Linked DNA regions of Mus musculus: region 2 is linked to region 1. Evidence: chromatin contacts called from public HiChIP or PLAC-seq data. All regions are on one chromosome and are shown on one strand. The core of a region is the stretch at or near the end of the contact, and the rest is flanking DNA. Distances in the headings are between cores, read along the strand shown. Region 1 holds the start of C1s1 (complement component 1, s subcomponent 1). Region 2 holds the start of Ptpn6 (protein tyrosine phosphatase, non-receptor type 6).

What was found. HiChIP or PLAC-seq counts read pairs in DNA pulled down with a chosen protein or histone mark.
Region 2: a contact with region 1 is called in an H3K27ac HiChIP or PLAC-seq map of microglia, with 4 times the contacts expected there. The contact joins the promoter of Ptpn6 here to the promoter of C1s1 in region 1. A contact is called at or near these places in 3 of 39 promoter capture datasets (hippocampal neurons, liver and stem cell-derived epiblast-like cells), 3 of 115 datasets of contacts at active chromatin or transcription factors (bone marrow-derived macrophages, microglia and pancreatic cancer cells) and 3 of 9 other capture datasets (adipose tissue, liver and pancreatic islet).

Annotation. Positions count from the first base shown.
Region 1 is chr6:124,537,268-124,543,904 of GRCm38.p6, reverse strand. It overlaps C1s1 (complement component 1, s subcomponent 1), which reads left to right and starts at 1,546. Exons shown (of 12, transcript NM_001097617.1): 1 at 1,546-1,637; 2 at 2,417-2,572; 3 at 2,909-3,116; 4 at 3,407-3,584; 5 at 6,419-6,544. The coding sequence starts at 2,550.
Region 2 is chr6:124,729,139-124,735,934 of GRCm38.p6, reverse strand. It overlaps Ptpn6 (protein tyrosine phosphatase, non-receptor type 6), which reads left to right and starts at 2,781. Exons shown (of 16, transcript NM_013545.3): 1 at 2,781-2,989; 2 at 3,075-3,197; 3 at 3,441-3,635. The coding sequence starts at 2,982.

The sequences.
Region 1 (6,637 bases), core at 297-2,796:
TCTGTCTCTCTGTCTCTCTCTGTCTCTGTCTCTCTCTGTCTCTCTTTCTGTGTATGAGGGGGAGGGGGAGGAGGAGGAGGAGGAAGAGCAACGTTCATTACTATTTAAAATTTTTCTTTTAGATTTAATTATTTGATTTTATGTGTATGAGCATTTTGCCTGCATATATGTATGTGTTCGACATGAATGCCTGGTGGCCATAGAGACCAGAAGGTGTCAGGTTTCCTGGAACCAGAATTACATCGAAAGTTGTGAGCCAGTGAGATGGCTCAGTGGTTAAGTACACTGACTGCTCTTCCAAAGGTCCTGAGTTCAAATCCCAGCAACCATGTGGTGGCTCACAACCATCCGTAATGAGATCTGATGCACTCTTCTGGTGTGTCTGAAGACAGCTACAGTGTACTTACATATAATAATAATAAACAAATCTTTAAAAAAGAAAAGAAAAAAATGTTGTGAGCCACCATGCCAGTGCTGGGACTTGAACCTGGGTCCTCTGGAAGAACAGCAGTGCTCTTCACCTCAGAACCATCTTTTCATGTCTTTGTTAATAAATAATTTCCAAATGGACTTAGAATGATGCTTGAGGGCAAATGTATTAGAATTGGAGAAACAACATTAGGCAAGCCTTTTTGGATCTTAGGTAGCCCAGGTTGACCTCCAAATGACTATATAAAGAAAGACTGTCCCTGATTTTCTGATAGCTCCTGGCTTCACTTCCTAAGTACTGAGGTCATAGCTGTGCATCAAATTAAACAAGAAACAAATGTACTATACAGAACTAGCCAGCCTGATATTCTCTATGTAGTCCAGGCTAGACTCAGATTCTCAGAAATTCTTCTCCTGGACTTACAGGCATTAACCACCTTGCCCAGCCTTGAGATGGGACTTTCGGGACGAAGAAACTTTGAGTGCACATGCCGTCTAGGTGTAAATTGTCTCGAAGGCAGGATGAGTTGCATTTATGTATTAATTAAAGAAAGAATTGCATTGGCATGTTCTCAGAAGACAGCTTGCAGGAACTGTTGGTTCACCTATGATGTGGGTCCCAGGGGATGTAGAGTTCATGTCTTTCTGCCTGGAGGTAGGTACCTTTCTAAGCTGAGCTATCTTGCCTCCTAGAGCCTCCAGACAATGGCTTCTACTTCTGATGACTCTCTTCCTTTGATTCATGAATCACACAGAGGGTTGGACTTTCTGAGTTTAGTTTTCGTCCCTCCTGTTAAGCCTTCCCTCCTTAAGAAGATAAATCACCTGACTTCCTCAAAAGCTCTGAAACACACCCTTTGGCTGTAAGAGAGAATTAGGCAATCTCAAAATTCCCCATTCCCCCCTTTTGCTCTGGACCTCTCAGCCCAGCAAAGCTGGTGCAGTTCTTGTTTTAAACGCAGAGGGCACTCTAAGATCAAGGCTGATTACTCTTAACTAGATTGTGATCTCCCAGCCCCCTCTGTTTGGAACAGGGAATTTTGGACATGCAAAAACACACTCCCTTAGGGAATCTTTAGAGCAAACAGAACAGGGAGGTGGGGAGGAGCTTCCTGCAAAGGCCACTCCCTCTGGAGCTGCAGGGGCTTAACTGCATGACCAGAGGCAGGAGAGGAGGCTGGCCCACTTGTTCCCATCAGCTCCTGAAGGTAACAACTTTAAGAGCAAGCCTTAAAGAGAGAAGCTTTGATGAAGGAAGAGGGAAAGACAAGGAACCATGTACAGTAAGGTTTGGAGCAAAGATGGAGGGTTGGAAGGAGCTCAGCGAGAGGTCAGAATACAGACACGGGTTCTCACATGTAGGACCCAGCCCCACCCCACAACAGCCTCATCCTTTCACACAGCAGTGTTTCAGGGGTCAGAGGCAATTTGTGAAAGACTTTTCTGGGAACTATGGGAAGATACCTTGCTCTTTAAGCAAAGGACAAAACAAACCAACTCGAGAAAAGTAAGGGAAAGCATATCTGAATGTCCTGACTTTTCTCAGCTTTCCCTTTTCCAGCACTCTGCATCCTATCACCACACGGCCGGCCATACTTTCTTTCTGATTAGCGTCTCCCAAGGTCCCTTCCTGTCCCTACTGAAGGAAACACTTTCCTCCTTCAGTGGCCATTGGGCCACCAGCAGAAGCAACACCTGTAATAGCTTGTCAAAGGGGGCAGGCTTGAATGGGAGAGGATCTGTCTGGAAGCTCCAGCCTGTTTGGAAATGCAGAGACCGATGCAAGGGGCCAGGAGTGGGTGGAGGAGGACACAAAAGACAGGGAGAAACTCCTCACTCAATTGTAGGAATATTGGAAGATGTTTGGGGACAGGGTTAATTGAGGGCTGGTCTGGGAAGTTAGTCTAAATCTCACTGGGGAGGGTGTCATGGTATCATGTGATGACCATTCCTGACAGGTACCTATTTCTATGGTATTCTTTCAAAGGTGACACTGAGCCCTGGGTGGTCCCTCACTACCAAAGCAAGCACCTGTATTTGTCAGATAAAGACAGCCAGGACTGCTGACTGCCCTTTACCTCCAAAATCAGAGAGCCAGAGAGCCAGAGAGCCAGAGAGCCATGGGCAAATCGCCAGGGATGTGGTAAGTGATCAGGTATCTACAGAAATGACTCCATCTCTACCTTTTTTCTCTCTTTCACAGTTTTGGGACAGTGTGTCACTATGCAGCCCAAGCTGGCGTAACATCACCCTTCCTCTGTCCCCAGAGTGCTGGACTTAGACACAGGCCTGTTGTATGTGATTTCCCATTTCTCTAGAAAGAGCTCAGATATGAACCTTGACTTTTAATTATTTATTTATTTATTCTGTATATATTTGTTTATTCCATGACATGTTGGCTGCCTAACGGTCAGAGTTCTGCATGAAGCCATCGGTTCCCGGCTTCCCACCTCTGTGTGACTTTTTTTTCCTCTTCCAGGTGTTTGGTCCTGTTTTCTCTTTTGGCATCATTTTCTGCTGAGCCCACCATGCATGGGGAGATCCTGTCCCCTAATTATCCCCAGGCGTACCCCAATGACGTCGTGAAATCTTGGGACATTGAAGTCCCAGAGGGGTTTGGGATTCACCTTTACTTTACCCATGTGGACATAGAGCCGTCAGAGAGCTGTGCATACGACTCAGTGCAGGTATATTACAGCACAGGAGGGAGAGGGATGGGAGGAGCGGGGGGGGGATGGAGGAATGAGAGGATTTAGGGGGCTGTGTGTTGTCAAGCCGTCCTATGGGGTAGGGGCATGGCTCAATGGCAGGGTACTTGCCATGCAAGGACATGTCCCTGAGTTTGGTCCCCAGCACTGGGGGAACATGAGGTGGGGGTGGGGGAGACAGACCGGACAGACAGACGGAGCTGGAGATCGGGAGTAAAGGTTCTGCTCTCTTTGCCCATTCTCAGTTTTACATTTCCTTCTTCTCTTAGATAATCTCAGGAGACATCGAGGAAGGGAGACTCTGTGGCCAGAGGACCAGCAAGAGCCCCAACTCCCCCATTATAGAAGAGTTTCAGTTCCCATACAATAAACTTCAGGTGGTCTTTACCTCAGACTTCTCCAACGAAGAACGGTTTACGGGCTTTGCAGCATACTACACTGCCATAGGTAAGGCATCCGTCTGTACGTGACATCTGGATCAAACTAAAAGATGGGAGGCAGGTAAAGGACCACGCAGTGCATGAAATGAGGATTCTGTTTTCTCTCTTTGAGTCATAGTCTGGCTATGCAGCCATGGGTGGACACTCCAAGACTCCAGCTTTGTGCCACTGCCCCCGGGCTGCTTACATCTTTAATGAATGTTGACTTGCCCTGGGTCTGCTTAGGAATTGCCTTGCCTTTGTGTGACTTTATCGCATGTTAGTGGTGGTAAAGCAGATAATGAGACTGAGAACCACTGAGAAATGGTTCTCTATCAGGAGGCTTGCTTACATGAATGCAACCTTCACCTCAATTCTGCAGTGTGGTCGGCATGGTCTTCCTATAAAGATACGGATCTGGTCTCAGTGGTGCAGGACTGTAATCCCATACACTCTGAAGGCTGAAGCAGAAGAACTGTCAACTCTAGGTCAACAGGGGCAACTTAGTAAGAACCTGTCTTCCTATCAGAAGTAAAGAGAACGCTGTTGAGACAGTTCAGTCAGTGAAATGGTTGCTATACAACCACCCATTAGAGTTCAGGTTCCATGAGAAGGTAGAAGGAATAACGAACGCTATACGCTTGTCCTTTGACCTTCATATGTCTGCCCTGGCATGCCTCTGTCATGCACATAAACGGGCATGGATAGTAATAAGAAATGCTAATTTAATCCCATCACTCAGGAAGCAGAGGCAGGCATATCTCTGTGAATTTGAGGCTAGCCTGGTCTCTAGAGTGAGTTCTGGTACAGCCAGGGGTATATAAATAGAGATCCTGTTTCAAAGAAAAAAAAATTAAAAGGAGGGCTGGGAATTCTGTCATGGTGCACACACCTGTAATTCCAGTCCTAAGCAGAGGCAGGAGAATCAGGAATTCAAGGGCAGCCTGGGTTACAGAAGACTCTGTATTAAAAGATAATCACTCCAGCTTAGTGAATGAATGCTTCCTTTGTGTCTGAAAGGATCTCAGAAACCTCAAGACTAGGGAAAAACTGAAAACTGAGAACATTAATACTTTGCCAAGGAATGTATAAGCAGGACTATGTGGTACTAGGTCCTTCTACATCCATCTCCAGGTTAAAATGAAGTTAGGCCTGCTCGTAAGTCCAAATGTCATCAGTTTTACAGAAAGACCAACATCCTATAAAGTAGGTCCTAACCTTTCTCCCCAGGTGACGTCACCACCGTCTTTCCTTTCAGCGGTGTCTCTGGCACAGATTCTTTTCTTTTCCAGACAGAGTGTCTCTATGTAGCCCAGGCTGGCCTTGAACTCCTGATTCTCTTGCTTCAGTCTTCTGAATGCTGGAGTTACAGCATGTACCAATTGGGCAGGGTGTTGTATAGTTTGTACGCAAGAAAAGTCATAGGGTTTTCATGGTGGAGCTCCTTACAGCGCCGTGGCAAAACACAGCTCTGAGTCAGACTTCAGAAAAGTAGTTTAGATTGTATTCGTAGATTTTAAAATATGGGGCTGGAAAGAGATGACCCAGCAGTTCAGGGAACTTGCTGTGTTCATAGAGGACCAGAGTTCAGTTCCCAGCATCCACATGGCAGCTCACAACTGTTGGTAACTCCAAAACAAGAGCATCTTATACTCTTTTCTGATCTCAAAGTGCACCAGACCTGCATGTAGTATAAAATATCAATACAATAAATACATCCATAAATATTGAAAAACTAAAGTGTGTTAAGATTTATTTTATTATTTTAAATCTTTTATTTATCTCATGTGTGTAGGTGTTTTGCTTGCTAGCAAGTATGTGCATCACATACATAGGGTATCTGAGGAGTCCACCAGAAGGCATTGGGTCCCTGGAACTGCACTGGAATTATAGCGTTGTGAGCTGCCTTGTGGGTGCTGGGAATTGAACCTCTGGAATGATAGCACATACTCTTAACCAGTGAGCCATATCTCTACCCCTCCAAACTTCTTTTATTAAAATGTCTTACCTGTACATAATAATGGTTTCATTATGACATGTTCATACTCATCTATGTTTTTGTCCAAGTGGCCCTCAGTACATTGTCTCCTCCTAATCCCCCCTCTCTTCTGTGTTTTGCTTTTCAGTCCTTTTTATTTTTTCATTAGGATTGTGTAAGAGCTTGTCTAGGGGTTACTTATAGGTACATCGGCACCTTACCAGTGGCTGCATGCTAAAGATGTCTCTCTTCCTGCAGTAATAAATTAGTTGCCTATAGCGCCTCGGGGTGGGGTGGAGTCCTCCTGAGTCCTTCCCCATGCCATGACAGGATATCGCCAGGCACAGTCTTGTTCAGATAATAACAGCCGTGGTGACCTAAGAGTGTCGTGGCCTATCACGCCTGGAAGACAGCATCCCGCAAAACTTCCGTCTGTTCCTCTGGCTCCTACATTCTTTTGTGCATGTCCCCCTCTTTCATGATGTTCTTGGGGCCTTAGAGTCTTCCTTCCTTCCTCCTTTGCTGTCTCCTACTCTTCCTCTCTCCCTTCCTCCTTCACTTCTTCCTTCCTTCCAGCTGTCCCTCTGTCTCTTACTCTCTGTCTTGTCTGTCTCTGACTCTGTCTGTCTCTCTTCCTTTCTTTCTTGGAGAAAAGGTTTTGCGTTGAAGCCCAGGCTGGCTTTGAACTCATGTCTTTCTGTTTCACCTACCTGAATACTGGGATTACTGGCATGAGCCATTATACCTGGCTTGGAGAGTATTTAAGCAACAAACCTTTTCTGGTTTAGTTTGTTTGTTTGTGCTTTATCCTTATAGATTTGGCTTCCATCGTTCTTCCTTCTTGGTCTTTGTTCTTCACCTTGAGTTTTCTCTGCTTTTTGCAGACATAAATGAATGCACAGATTTTACAGATGTCCCCTGTAGCCACTTCTGCAATAACTTCATTGGTGGATACTTCTGCTCCTGTCCCCCAGAATACTTCCTCCACGATGACATGAGGAATTGTGGAGGTGAGTTTAGCCTCCAGAGGTCTTCATGTTCCCTGGGATTTGGGATGGATTGAGGGCTTAGTCTATCGTTCCAAGTTTGATTAGGCTTTCCCT
Region 2 (6,796 bases), core at 1,532-4,031, 190 kb before region 1:
CTTAATTCTGGAAAGAGAGTCTTCGTACTGGTGCAGTTAGTATGGTGCCAAGCAGTATGGGCCTTCCTGTGTGCCTGTTGTGTTGGGGATCTGCCCAGCAAGGGATGGATATGGGTGAACCCAGATGGTGGGATATGTGTGAGTTGTGCTTCTATACAAGATATGTCATTGGCAGAGAGTAAGCGGCATGAGGGGCGTGCATACTTGTAATCATGTCTGTTTAAGTGAAGTCACGAGTCTTTTGCTAGATATGACCCTGAAGGTTGGGATGGAGGCAAGCTCAGATGTTGGCAGATCTCCCCCCTGCCCTGAATTTTTAAAAATTAGATATTTTCTTCATTTACATTTCAAATGATATCCCCAAAGTCCCCTATACCTTCCCCCTGACCTACTCCCCAAACCACCCATTCCCGCTTCCTGGCCCTGGCATTCCCCTGTACTGGGGCATATGATCTTCGCAAGACCAAGGGCCTCTCCTCCCATTGATAACCGACTAGGCCAACTTCTGCTGCATATGCAGCTAGAGACATGAACTCTGGGGGTACTGGTTCGTTCATATTGTTCTACGGATCTCCCTTTGCTGGAACAAGCTTTGTATGTGGTCTTCCTGACGCTTGGGATGAGCTGAGTCTATCGGAGTTCTGGATCTTGCTTAATGTAATACCCAAGCATGCATATTTTCAGGGGTATTAGCAAGAAGAGAAAGCCTAAAAGGAGGGTGGGAGGGAGAGAGGCAGGAAGGTTAAGTAATATTTGATGTTTTCAATAATGATAAAGTACTCGTCATAGACTGTTAAACAAAACAAAACCAGCTCCCCCCCCCCCACCCCCCCCCCCCCACACACACCAGGGGCTTGCTATATAGCCCTGGCTGGCTTGGAACTCTTTATGAAGCCCAGGCTGGCTTCAGGTTTGTTCTCATCCCCTTACCTCTGTCTTCCATGTGCTGGAATTACAGATGTGTGACATGGCATCCAGCAAGACTGTTGGTGGTGAAGGCCAGGGTTTCCCACCCAAATGCTAAGCAAGCATTTTACACAGAGCCACACTCTAGCCATGTTTGGGTTTTATCGTCTCTTACTTCTCCTATACTTTGAGATATGACTATATACTGTGAATAAATATTAAGCATACAACTAACTATACACTCACTCATGAAACTACTGGGCTTGGAGCAGAGAGAGGGCCTTATGTTACCATCGAGCCGCATCATTCAGTTTTAAAGAAGTGTAAGGGAGCCAGATGTGGTGGCAACCTCCAGCTACTGGAGAGGTGGAGGCAGGGAGATTACAAATTCAAGGCTACAGAGTGAGTTCCAGATTAGCCTGGGCAATTTAGCTAGACCCTATCTCCAAAAAAGTAAAAAGAGAACTAACAGGGGGTGTGACTCTGTGGTTGAGCCTTTGCCTTGCGAGTTTGAGGTCCTAAGTTCAAACCCTAGGACTGCAGAAGTGTGAAGGGAATCAAATGAATAAGGAAAAGAAATAGGGTGGAAGATGTACACTGCCCAAGGATGCCTGCCCAAGGATGCTCCTCACACTGTTTAAGGGACTGAGAGTCTGGGTTGGTTTTGTTGTTCTTGTTGTTGAAACAGGTCTCACTATATAGCGCTAGATATCCTGGAACTCACTGTATAGACCAAGTTGGCCTCAAACTCACAGAGAGCTGCCTGCCTATGCCTCCCAAGTGTTGGGATTAAAGGCATGGGTTACCATGCCCAGCTAGGACTGGGGTTCTAATTTCAGTATTATAAAACAAACAAACAAACAAACAAACAAACAAACCAAAACTAACCAATCAAAACACCTCAGACAATAAACCCTTAAAAGATATAAGGTGCTCTGTCCCATCTCCCTTCTCCAGCAGCCTGTGTCCCTTGCTAAGGAAGATACCAATATAAATTGGGCAGCTTGTTTCCCCTCTGGTCTTGGCTTGGTAGTATTTGCATCTTTTTTTGTATTCATCCTGGGGTTTACATACACAAGGTCCCATAAGCCTGAAGGCTGAGCGCTCCTAAAGTTTAAAGCCCTCCCTGTGAGCGTCTGCCCTTGTTGGGACCCTGGCCATAAACCCTAACCTTTAGGAGATACCTTCCCACCCCACCCCTCCCTGCTGACAGTCAGGGTATAGGAAGGAGGCCTAGGCCCATGATGACAGAGCTGCACAAGGTTGCTTTGTGGGGGCTCTCAGCTGTGATGATAGCATCTCCTTTGGACAAGGAGTCTATTGACTACTGTTCTTTGGGTCCTGAGGGCTGGCAAGCAGAATTCAAAAGTCATTGGCTTTGAAACTATTTAGGTCTGAATCCTGCAACTCACTAAGGGTAAGACCTGGGGGCAATTCCTCAAACTTCTTGGCCTCAGTTTCCTTGTCTGTGAAGTGGGGATAAAGATAGTGCCTGAGGAATGAGGCCCTGGTGACCTGTAACTCACAGGAGGCATGAAAATGACATTGTAGCAATGAGTCTGGCAGGCTGCGACACTCCATTAAATGACGGTGCCACTGCACACGATCATTATTAGACTGTGCCTAAGAATAATTCTGAGTAGAGGCAGCTGCTGGAGGAGGAAGGGTTGACCTGATAATGTGGATATTCACTGTGCGTGACTCTTGACCTGCCACACGTGTGCCTTACCTCTTGAGTCATGAATATTTACTGCCTTGCCCCTGTGCCTTTGTTGGCAGACTGTGGGAAGTGGGCCCTCCCCCACCCTGCCACCCTCCAGCTCCTCTTCCCTCGCTCTGAAAAGAGAAGTTCTAGTGAGTTCCCCTAAGGGGTCGGCCGCGCCCCTTCCTGTCTCCGCCCTGCTGGCTGCCCCAGGCCAGTAGAGTGGTAGCCCGGGGAGCAGGACTGCAGGTTGGCTTTGGAGGCCTGGGCTCTGAGAGCCTTGCCTGAGGCTCATCTCTAGAGTTTGTACGTGCCTGCCCAGACAAACTGTTCCCTCCACATTTTCTGCAGCCAATTCAGTGAGAACCCCAGGATGGTGAGGTAAGGGCCTGGGACCCATGGAGGATAGGAAACAAGGGTGGCTGGAGCCCTGGGGATATTCCCTCACTGCCCTGTGCACTTTTAGGTGGTTTCACCGGGACCTCAGCGGGCCTGATGCAGAGACCCTGCTGAAGGGCCGGGGAGTCCCTGGGAGCTTCCTGGCTCGGCCCAGCCGCAAGAACCAGGGTGACTTCTCCCTCTCAGTCAGGTGGGTGGCCCTCCCTGCACCTTGGCAGCTCATTGTGTGGGTCCGGAGCATTCCTGGGTTCCCTGGGTTGTGTTGTCTCCTCATGATACATTTCTTCCCTTCTGTCCCTGCCTGTCGCCCTAGCATGTGCCCATAACTGTCTATGTCTACTCCATGCCTATGTGCTTTTGCATCGAGACCCCTGTCCCCCCAAGCCCACCCCGCTGCTGCTCATGTATCTCACTACCTGGTGGTGCCTCGCAGGGTGGATGATCAGGTGACTCATATTCGGATCCAGAACTCAGGGGACTTCTATGACCTGTACGGAGGGGAGAAGTTTGCGACGCTGACAGAGCTGGTCGAGTATTACACGCAGCAGCAGGGCATCCTGCAGGACCGAGATGGCACCATCATCCACCTTAAGTACCCACTGAACTGCTCGGACCCCACCAGTGAGAGGTGAGGGGCATTGCAGGTTGGCCCTGTCCCTTGAGATAAGTGGACATCCAGACCAGGTGTCCTTCTGTTCCCAGTCCGTTCTTCATCCCTGATCTTCCACACCTGTTCTCTCAGTGTTCTCAGCCTCTTCCCTCTGTAGGCTGATGATTCCCATGTATCTAACCAATCCCCTGTCCCCTGAGGAAGCCAGAGAAGGGTTCCCCTTGCCTTCCTGCAGGGTTCCTGCTGCCTAGCAACCTCATCCTGAGAGTAACAGAGAGGCCACTCCTTGTCTCTGGTGTTTCTCATCAGGTCGGCCCTATTACTAGAAAGCTTGTCCTACCATGGAACTCTGGTGCCTTCTTCCAGCCCTCTACACAGCCTGGGGCTCTAGGTCCCTGTCTTAATAAGGTCTTAGAGGTCCACTGGTACTGGGGTACTCAGGGACTTCTCTCAGCATCACACTGAGGTGGGGCTGGACAGAGCTTGGTGAAAGCAAGGTCGCTGAGGTGGTCACAGGTAGAGAAGGGCCCAGGCTTATCTGACTTAAGGAGACCCTCAGGATATCCCCAACTAGTGCTGCAAAGACACGGCCCCCATAGCTGGGCTGGCTGTTCTCTTGTGGTCTTCTCAGAGCATGTGCAAAGGGAAGGTTATGGAGATAAATGTCCCTCATTCATTACACTGGGGCTCGTCTTAGCTGTATAGCACAGGGACTGACTGGCAACCCCTATTAACTCAGGGTTTTCTTATGGACTCTGGGGCTCTGCGTACCTGTTCCTGTCCTGTGTCTGTGTATTTACAGTTGAAATGATTCCGAACTTGATCCCCACACCCTTCTCTGCTGGGGCCTGAACCCGGGGCCTTGTCTGAGTTGAGTGAGCGCTTTGCCACTAGCTACCTTCCACGCAGTTTTAAAGTCTGTTTTGAGATTCGTGCCTACAAACTTAGCTCAATAGTTTTGTTCACAAGTTACTGACTAAAACTGAGGACTGAAGGTCTAGGGACTGTGGCTCAGGTGGTGAGTGCTTGCCTGCCATGCATTAAACACTGGGTTCTATTCCCTGTCGTGCATAAACCTAGTGTGAGTGACACGTGCCTGTGAGCCCAGGTGGAGGCAGGAAGACCAGAAGAAGGTCAAGTTTATCCTCCATTCCATAGCAAGTTTGAGGCCGGATAGGGCTCCATGAGACCTTGACTTAAACTAAAACAAGCGGAGTGGAGGTGGTACCATAGGCCTTTTATCCCAGCACTCAAAAGAGGCAGGGGAAGGTGGATGTCTGGAAGTTCAAGGCCAGCCTGGTCTATCAAGTAAGTTCCAGTACAGCCAGGGCTCCACAGAGAAACCTTGTCTTGAAAAACCAAAACCCCCAAACAAAACAACAAAAAAACTCCAACCCAAACAAACAAACAAACAACCAACCAAAAAAAACCCTCAAAACACAAAGAAAACCACAAACAAACAAACAAAGAAGCTGGAGGACACTCCCTAGAAGGCTTTCCTCTTCTGCTGGTGAGTGGGAAGGGAGGGCCTGCCCCAGGTTGTCTCTCCTCTCCTATCCTACCTGCAGCCCTCAGGATGGTTTGGCCTCTCTCTCAGATTCGCTTTGAGCCCCTTGTTTTCTCTTTGTTGCTGACTCAAGCCAGGATGCGCCCTGCTAGAGTAGACCATGGAGGTACAGCTGAATGGTGGCTGCAGTGTTCCCTGTGATCAGGAAGGAGGTGGGAGCTAAACAGGTGTTAGGAGAACAGGCCAGGGCAGTGGGGAAGCACAGGACACCCTGTGGATGATACCCTCTGACAGGGCTGCGGAGGACTCCAAGGGACACTTTGGATGGCCATTTGGGAAGAAGCTGTCTCATCCCTAACCTTAGTGTGTGTGGAAGCCATGACCCAATGGCTCCTCTCTTTGCCCCTCCTCTTCTGGGAAATTTGCATTTGTCCCCTCAATAGTGAACTCTCTGCCTGTGGTCTGTTCACATTTGCATGGAGACTTCCTCATCCTGTCCCTGAGGGAAGGAGCTGAGCCCCCTCACATTGCTTGGGGTCTCTGGCCTGTTCCTGAGGTGGGCTAGGATGGCCCAGGAGGCCTGGGTTGGGGTAGGAACCTCTGAAGGCCTTGAGCTATGGTGTCCTCTGGACAGAGTTGAGAAGGACCAAGAGGACTGAGCCCCACTCCACCCCCCCCCCAATCCTTGCGGTTGGAAAATGCTCTCCCCCCCACCCCCCGAGCTGAAGAAACCTCACAACCTCACTTCTCACTCTCTCCCCAGAAGGAGTTTTGTGTTTTTTCCATCACGTGGTTTCCTGTGAGGCTAGGCATTGTGGGGCTACAGTTTCCTCCTGGGAAGAGGACCTTCACGGACCGGTCCTTAGTTCTGCTTTCTGCCCTGCAGCCCCTCGGAGCTCCTTGGAGCCCCTTTGAACCTCTGGAACCCTGAAACTACTCTCTCCTCAGTGGGATATTTGTGCCTCCCCCTCCCACAAATGCGTTTTCCATCAGTCCTTCTGGACTTGTGTCTCCTCTTGACACCCACTGCCTTCTGTGGTTTGGGTCAATCTACGTTTTTCTGTCCCTCCTTTTAACTCAGTCTGTTTCATGGGGACACTTCATTTTGTCCCTCCAAATATTCTGGATACCGTCTTTCTGTTTCTTGTGAACAGTCAAGAGAGGCTTTGGCTAGAGCCCTTCCTTTTTTCCTCCCCCCCCCACTCCCTCCCTCCCTCCCTCCCTCTATCCCTTCCTTTCTCTTTTGGAGACAGAAACTTCGCTTTTTTTTAAGACAGCCTCTAGCTCAGGCTGGCTTGGAATTCACCCTGTAGACCAGGCTAGCCTCAAACTTACAGTGATCCCTCTTGCTTCTGCCAACCCAGGGCTGTAATTACAGGTATATATCACCAGGCCTGGCTGTTTGTTTTGTTTTTGAGATAGGGTCCCACTGTGTAGCTCAGGCTGGCCTGAAACTTAACACATAGAGCAGGCTAGCCTCATTGAGACAGTTCTTCTGCACAGCCGACTGAATGCTGGGATTATAAGAGTAGCTGTCATTGTCTGCTATTTATTTATTCATTTGTGTGTTTCTAGAAGGTGAGCCTTAAAGGTATGTTTGTGTAGATCCCGCTGGTCTTAAATTTACGACCATCCTCATGTCTCCTAAGGAGTTGGAATTCTAGCTCCAAGC